Linked DNA regions of Ovis canadensis: region 2 is linked to region 1. The links are chromatin contacts, called in public Hi-C maps. All regions are on one chromosome and are shown on one strand. The core of a region is the stretch at or near the end of the contact, and the rest is flanking DNA. Distances in the headings are between cores, read along the strand shown.

Region 1 (3,872 bases), core at 976-3,475:
TTTTTAAAAAAAGAATGGACTTAAAAGGCTCAACTAAATTTTTCCCATAACTTTTTTCTTAATCCTCTGATACCTGTATCTACTTGTCCCGAAAACAAGCAGAAATACAAATAAAGGAAAAACTAAAATTTGCTGATTCAGCAATGGTTTTTTTTTTCATATCCAACTAATAGTTTTGATTTTTTATTGTTTTAAAGATATTATAGTTATATTGTGTGTTAGCCAAGATGTCTCTAATTTGCATATTGGAATTACGGTAGAACAACACTGCGGTGATCTGCAAAAGCAAGACTGCTGTCAGAGGGTGACTTTGGAGCTGTGTTTGAAAACCAGTTGTGTGGGGAACTTCCAGTCCCCTGAGGAAGGGGACGTTGATTAAGCTTCCCAGTCACCACAGTTCCAAACGTGGAAACTTGGTTTACAAAAACAGACATTTAGCTAATCATGCCAAGCAAAAGATGCAAACCCAATTTGAGATCAAGTTCATAAAAGTATTGAAGCAGTAAAAAGAGCTGTTGTTTAGTTCCATAACCCGTGTCCGCCTCTTCGACCCCAGGGACTGTAGCCCACCAGGCTCCTCTGTCCATGGGATCCTCCAGGCAAGAATACTGGAGAGGGTAGCCATTCCCTTCTCTGGGAGAATCTTTCTGACCCAGGGATTGAACCCATGTTTCCTGCCTTAGCAGGCAGATTCTTAACCAGCTGAGCCATGGAGGAAGCCAGGAAACAGTTGCTGCTGCTGCTGCTGCTAAGTCGCTTCAGTCGACCGACTCTGTGCAACCCCATAGATGGCAGCCCACCAGGCTCCCCCGTCCCTGGGAGTCTCCAGGCAAGAACACTAGAGTGGGTTGCCATTTCCTCCAATGCATGAAAGTGGAAAGTGAAAGTGAAGTTGCTCAGTCGTGTTGGGCTCTTAGCGACCCCATGGACTGCAGCCCACCAGGCTCCTCCGTCCATGGGATTTTCCGAGCAAGAGTACTGGAGTGGGGTGCCAATGCCTTCTCCGAAAGAGAGTTTGTAAGTCCAAACAAAAGAAAAGATCTCGACCCAATAATGGAAACATGCAAAAATGCCCTCGAGGAGGCAGGGCACCAGGGTCCCCAGGCATGTCAGCGGTGCCTGGGTGGCTGTGTAAGCCCCGCCCTGGAAGGAAGGAGGCCTCAAGCTACTCTCAAGTACAGACAGGAAAAGCTCTGGGTCAGGCAACGAGTTCCAAAGTACAGGAGGAAGTTTCTCTCTAAGGAAACTGCAAGGAAGGACAAGGTAGCAAGTGAAAACTTCTGGAAACTAAAAATGCCGATAAACAATTTTTTCCCCCTAATTCCAGCTCATACATTTCATTCAGAACAGGATGATCGTTCGTAGTATGACGGTAGTCTCCAGTGAATGTTAACGTGTCCGTGAAACACAGGTAATATTTCTCCTTGCCATCTGCAAACACAGCTCTTTATGGTTTACGTTTGGATTACCAGGCACGGCCTGTTCCATCACTCGACAAAACAATCAAACCTCCTCTGCCGGACCACGAGCAATCCACACACACAGAGCCTCTGGCCGAGGCGTCCCAGGAGAGGCGGGCTTTTCTCTTCGGAAATCCTTTCGGTTCGCCCCGCTCCCGCTCCGGCCAGGACCGCCCTGTCCCCCCGGTTCCCCCAGGTCCCGGCGCCCGAAGCCACGCCCAGTTCGGGAGCGCTGCACCCGGCGGCCTCGGGACAAAGGCGGAACCGGCCTGCCCGGCGCGATCGGGGGCGAGGACTCGGGGTTCCCTGCCCGCGTCCGCCGTGCCGCCCGGAGCGGGGGTCTCTGCCCGGGCTGGGAGAGGGGCGCCGCCCGCGCGCTCCCTCCGGGAGCCGTTCCCGGGTCGGGCCGGAGCCCGGCGCCGGGCGGGCGTGGACAGCGGGGGCGGCGCCGATCGGCGAGGCCAGCCGGGGAGCTGGGGTCGCGGAGCGAGGCCCGGCCGGCCGCAGCCCTACCTTCTCCTCGCCGTCGTAGATGCGCACCCCCCGCTGCTGGATCACCAGCGTCTCGTTGATCTCCAGGAGGCCGCTGGTCCACACGAAGCGGTCCATGGCCGCCGCCTGGCCGGCCTCCGCCGCTCGCCCGCGCTGGCGCTCCGGGACGGCGAGCCGAGCCGCCGGGCAGCCTGCGGCGCCCCCTGGCGGCGGGCGGGGCGGAGGCCGGCAGGGAGGGAGCTGTCTGGCCTCGGAGCCCTGCGGAGCGCGCGCGGCCGCGGGGCGCCCGGGGACGTGGAGACGTGCTTGGTGCGCCCTCTGGCGGTCCATCGGCCACAGTCCCAATGGGGACGTCCACCCTATCCTTTGTTCAGTCGCTCCGTCGTGTCGGACTCTGCGACCCCATGGACTGCAGCACACCAGGCTTCCCTGTCCTTCACCATCTCCCGGAGCTTGCTCAAACTCGTGTCCATCGAGTCAGTGATGCCATCCAACCATCTCGTCCTCTGTCGTCCCCTTCTCCTGCCTTGAATCTCTCCCAGCATCAGGGTCTTTTCTAATGAGTCGGCTCTTTGGCTCTTCGCAGCCGGTGGTCAAAGTATTGGAGCTTCAGCTTCAGTCCTTCCAATGAATATTCACGATTGACTTCCTTTAGGATTGACTGGCTTGATCTCCTTGCAGTCCAAGAGACCCTCAAGAGTCTTTGTCCTCAGCCGCAAACCCAGAGATTACAAGAGACTTTTAGGGAGCCTAGAACGCAGCTTGGACTTTCTGATTGTACACTATTCCTGCATATTTGTGCCCTTTTCTTGTCACTTCCCAGCATGCTGCCGCGTTCATTAAAGCCTGTCATTGAATACTTTTTTCCCAGATGAATATTTATGACTGATTTGTTTTCACACAGCTTCAATCAATATGTAAGTACTATTTTGTAAAAAAAAAAAAAGTACTATTTTCTGCCCCACTTTTTTTCCAATTAAAATCCTTTTCATTTAAACATTTCCAGTATTAACACAGACTTCACAAATTTACTCTAGATAGTATTTCAGGACTATATAGATCTATTATAATTTACCTGTGGATGGGTCTCTGCAAACCAGTGCCTGACTGCCACTCCCACCTGCTGGGCCTTGGCTGCTGTCCCTTTCATTTCTTTCTCTACCTTGCGTTATAAATGAAGCACCTGTATTTGTCCTTCTACAACTGATATGTATTTTCCCCTTTAGGATTATTTGCTTAGAGTGTCTTCCCAAAGTAGGATGACTGCTTTTAAGAGTTTGAACCCATGTTTTGCAAACCTGCTACATATTGGGAACTTATTGAGGCAGAACGTAGTGCCACCAGCAAATTGTTCTTCATCCAAGCCAAGTTACCCTGGCTACATTAGATGTTATAATTTTTTTTTTTTGCCACTTGACAATTATTATTTTAATTTACTTTAATTGGAGGATAATTACTTTACAATATCATATTGGTTTTGGCCATATATCCACATGAATCGGCCAAGGGATAGATGTGACCCCCACATCCTGAACCCCCTCCACCCAACTCCCCTCTATTCTTTTTTCCTATTTTCACTTACCAATGAGACAATTTCTCAATACCTTTGAATCAAAAGAAGATCTTCATCCTGAAGGGTGGCTAACACTGTGGACAACTCCTGCTCAGGAGCTGGGGAATATTCATTTACACCGAAGCATACAGGTCAGGGGAGGAAGGGGTGTGGAGAAAGAGATGGAGAAGAAGCTGCTTGCAGGTGAGGTAGGGAGACAACCAGGAGGGTGTGGGGTTCTGGAAGCCAAGAGAAGAGGGGGTGCCGCGAGGAGGAAAGGCGGGCTGTGACAATTCTGCTGGTGGGGCAGGTGCTGGGGGACTGATCCCTGTTTTTCTCACGTGGACATTTTGGTGGCCTTGGCAGGA
Region 2 (3,872 bases), core at 899-3,398, 88 kb before region 1:
TGATCCACAGAATAAAATAAATATCCATCCAGCTATTAGTACAAAGATATCTCTATTTCCATCTGTCTATAACAAAATCACTATTAGGTAAACATTATAATAATAATTGTTGCAGGTAGCATCCACTGCTGCTGCTGCTGCTACTAAGTTGCTTCAGTCGTGTCCGACTCTGTGCGACCCCATGGACAGCAGCCCTCCAGGCTCTTCTGTCCACAGGATTCTCCAGGCAAGAACACTGGAGTGGCTTGCCATTTCCTTCTCCAACTGATAAATACTAAAATCTATAGGTGAAAGTTTGAGGAAAATTAGGATATTAGCATCATCTCAATGTAACTCCACTAAGATATTCATCAATTACAAAGGGGAAAATAATAAGAGTAGCGAAACCTGACAGATACCATCTCAACCAAGTGATCAAGGATAATATCACCAGTAACAGGACATACCAATGTTGTATATTTTCCAATATAATGTACTGAGAAGGACACTTTGCCTCATGCATAAACTCGGTCTAATGGTGAGGAAACATTAGACAAACCCCAAATGAATGACATTCTACAAAATATCTGGCCAGTACTATTCAACAGTGTCAAGGTCATGGAAGACAAAGATTGAGGAGTTCTCCCTCACTGGAAGAAACTAAGGAGGTATAATAATTCAGTGCAATGTGAGATTCTGAATTGGATCCCAGAATGACAAAGAGAGGCTAGGGGGGAAAATGATGAAATTCAAAGGTCTGTAGTTTAATTAATAGTACTGTAACAGTGTTTTCTGATTTTGATCACTGAACTGTGGTTGTCTGTTAACATTAAGAGGGGGTTAGAGGAAGGTAGCAGAGAAGGCAATGGCACCCCACTCCAGTACTCTTGCCTGGAAAATCCCATGGACGGAGGAGCCTGGTAGGCTGCAGTCCATGGGGTCGCTAACAGTAGGACACGACTGAGCGACTTCACTTTCATGCATTGGAGAAGGAAATGGCAACCCACTCCAGTGTTCTTGCCTGGAGAATCCTAGGGATGGGGGAGCCTGGTGGGCTGCTGTCTATGGGGTCGCACAGAGTTGGACGCGACTGAAGCAACTTAGCAGCAGCAGCAGCAGAGGAAGGTAGATTTGAATTTTTTTCTAAAAATCTAAAATTTTTTTAAAATTAAAAAATTTTTAACACCTTGGGTCAAATCTCAACAACAGAATTTATTAGTTCTATGACCTTTCTGGGCCTCATTTTTCTTACTAATAACAGGGAGTTAGGAAGGATGATCCCTAAGCCCATTCTGGAAAGTGAAGTGAAAGTGAAAGTCGTGTCAGACTCATTGTGACCCCTGGAGTGGGTAGCTGTTCTCTTCTCCAGGGGATCTTCCCAACCCAGAGATTGAACCCAGGTCTCCCACACTGCAGCTGAGCCACAAGGAAAGCCCAAGAATACTGGAGTGGGTAGCCCACCCTCTCTCCAGCAGATCTTCCCAGCCCAGGAATAAAACTGGGGTCTCCTGCTTTGCAGGTGGATCTTCACCAACTGAGCTACCAGGGAAGCTCATTCTGAAGAACAGCAGAATCGCTTTCTTGCCCACAGTGTTTGACTTGCTTTACTTCTGCAGACCACGTGCAGCGGATGTTGAAAGTGGGGAATCTTGAAAACAGTCGTGAAATAATAATTGCAGATAATTCCTCTTTGCAGTTCAAGTGGCCAGTTTAAGGCAGAATGATACAGGACTGGAGAATTGTTCCCAGCTCATTAGGGTTTAGAAGCTGCTTCAATAGAGATCATGCCAAGAGGAAACTTACTCACTCAAAGGTACTGCTAGAGAAAGAGAGTTTTAGTTTTAGTCCAGAAGAAAACATAGAAAAATAGAATATTAGCTGTTGAAGAGTAAAGGAATTATGAGAAGTCACTTTGTTTCAAAGTTTCCTTAATGTCACCATTGTCTTTTTAGAATTAAAGATACATCTGCCAAAATTTTTTTCTTAGTTCTTGTACTTGTAATGGATAAACATACTGTTGAAACTTGCCATCTCTCTAATCCCAGCATCTTGGAAGAATGTCCTAGGAATGCTTTGGTAGTTAAAATACAAATCAACTTGGCAGTGTTCATTTCCCCTGATACCCTCCCACACACCCACACATGCATTTCTCTTGACCACTAGGACATTCCAGCTCTCTCCTTCCAACAGCATCTGCCTCCTCGCTCTCATTCTCCTGCGGGCCCTTCATCCCTGAGAACACACGGCATTCTATCCAGGCATGAATCTGAACTCAAGATGTTGTTGTTTAGTTGCTCAGTTCAGTTCAGTCACTCAGTTGTGTCCGACTCTTTGCGACCCCATGGACTGGAACACGCCAGGCTCCTTGGTCCATGGGATTTCCCACCCAAGAATAGTTCTTCTCCAGGGATCTTCCTGAACCAGGGATTGAACCTACATCTCCTGCATTGCCAGGCAAATTCTTTACTGCTGAACCACCAGGGAAGCCCAAGGATACGACAACTCAAACTAGGCAAGATCCCTCTTTTATTATACTTTCCAAGTTCAGCAAGGTTTTCTTTAGTCGCTGACAGTCAGAAATTTCCGTCTTATTTATCTACCTTTTTCTTTCACCATTTCAAAGTTCTACTCATCCAGGGTCTTTCTCAATCGAACAAAAGCCAATTGTTTTTGTACACTTTCTAAGTGTTATAGGAAGTTGAGTTTTAAGTTTACTGGAAATTTTCTGCAATCAAATCTCTGTAGAATATGAATTACCCAGAAAACTCTCCAGGAGCCCATTTAGAATTATTTACTTTCAGAAAAACTAGCAAGACCTTCTCATGAGTCTTACCCTATGGGGTTTTCATAACCAGATGGCCCACAGAAAATGCATGTTTGCAGTATTACTCAGCATCCTTATAGGGTAAGAAAGCTCCATGTTGGTGATAAAGGTGTTAAATCAGAGCTTATTGGGATTACATGACCCCTTTCAGTTGCCTGGGACTCCGCCTGGTTGTGTAATAATAGCCATCTACCCAAAGGCAGCTCCTTTGCCACCAGTCCTGGTTCTACCAGGGACTGGCTTTCATCCCAGACTGGATTAATCTGGCTATTTGAAGATTTATCCCTTCATGCACCAAAACAGAAATATGATTTAAATTGTTCTCTATGAAATGTTCATGTATTTACCCTTCTTTGCTTTTAAAATAGAAGATCAGTTCAGTTCAGTTCAGTCGCTCAGTCATCTCCGACTGTTTGCGACCCCTTGGACTGCAGCACGCTTGGCCTCCCTGTGCATCACCAACTCCTGGAATTTACTCAGACTCATGTCCATTGAGTCGGTGATGCCATCCAACCATCTCATTCTCTGTTGTCCCCTTCTCCTCCTGCCTTCAATCTTTCCCGGCATCACGGTTTTTTCAAATGAGTCAGTTCTTCGCATTAGGTGGCCAAAGTATTGGAGTTTCAGCTTCAACATCAGACCTTCCAATGAACACCTGGGACTGATCTCCTTTAGGATGGACTGGTTGGATCCACTTGCAGCGCAAGGGACTCTCAAGAGTCTTCTCCAACACCACAGTTCAAAAGCATCAATTCTTTGGCACTCAAATTTCTTTATAATCCAACTCTCACATCCATACATGACTACTGGAAAAACCATAGCTTTGAATATACTGCATATGATTTACCTAGGTTTAAATAGAATATACTGCATATGATTTAACATTTCTGGATGAACCCTATGACAAAACGTGATGCCCTGTGACTACGGAAATGTATAACATTGTCTGATTTTGTTTCAATCATTCCAGGCTCACACTCTTTTGGATTCTTAGGTCATACTTTTAGTTTTTTCTCCTTCACTGCCAAGATGTCACTATCACCACTGTGCCTTCCAGTGTACACTGCAG

What was found. A called contact is a pair of places that touch in the nucleus more often than the background predicts.
Region 2: a contact with region 1 is called in a Hi-C map of fibroblasts, with 6 times the contacts expected there. The contact joins the enhancer-like site here to the promoter of VPS36 in region 1. A contact is called at or near these places in 2 of 2 Hi-C or Micro-C datasets (fibroblasts and lung).

What each region holds. Positions count from the first base shown.
Region 1 is chr10:35,895,679-35,899,550 of ARS-UI_OviCan_v2, reverse strand. It overlaps VPS36 (vacuolar protein sorting 36 homolog), which reads right to left and starts at 2,225. Exons shown (of 14, transcript XM_069601474.1): 1 at 1,974-2,225. The coding sequence starts at 2,069.
Region 2 is chr10:35,983,212-35,987,083 of ARS-UI_OviCan_v2, reverse strand. No RefSeq gene overlaps it. Among named protein-coding and RNA genes, the nearest start is that of TRNAM-CAU, 7.9 kb to the left of the region's middle. Within about 2 kb of position 2,148, the one cell type or tissue checked has open chromatin away from gene starts, as enhancers often do. A contact at or near this core is called in fibroblasts, where this site is marked.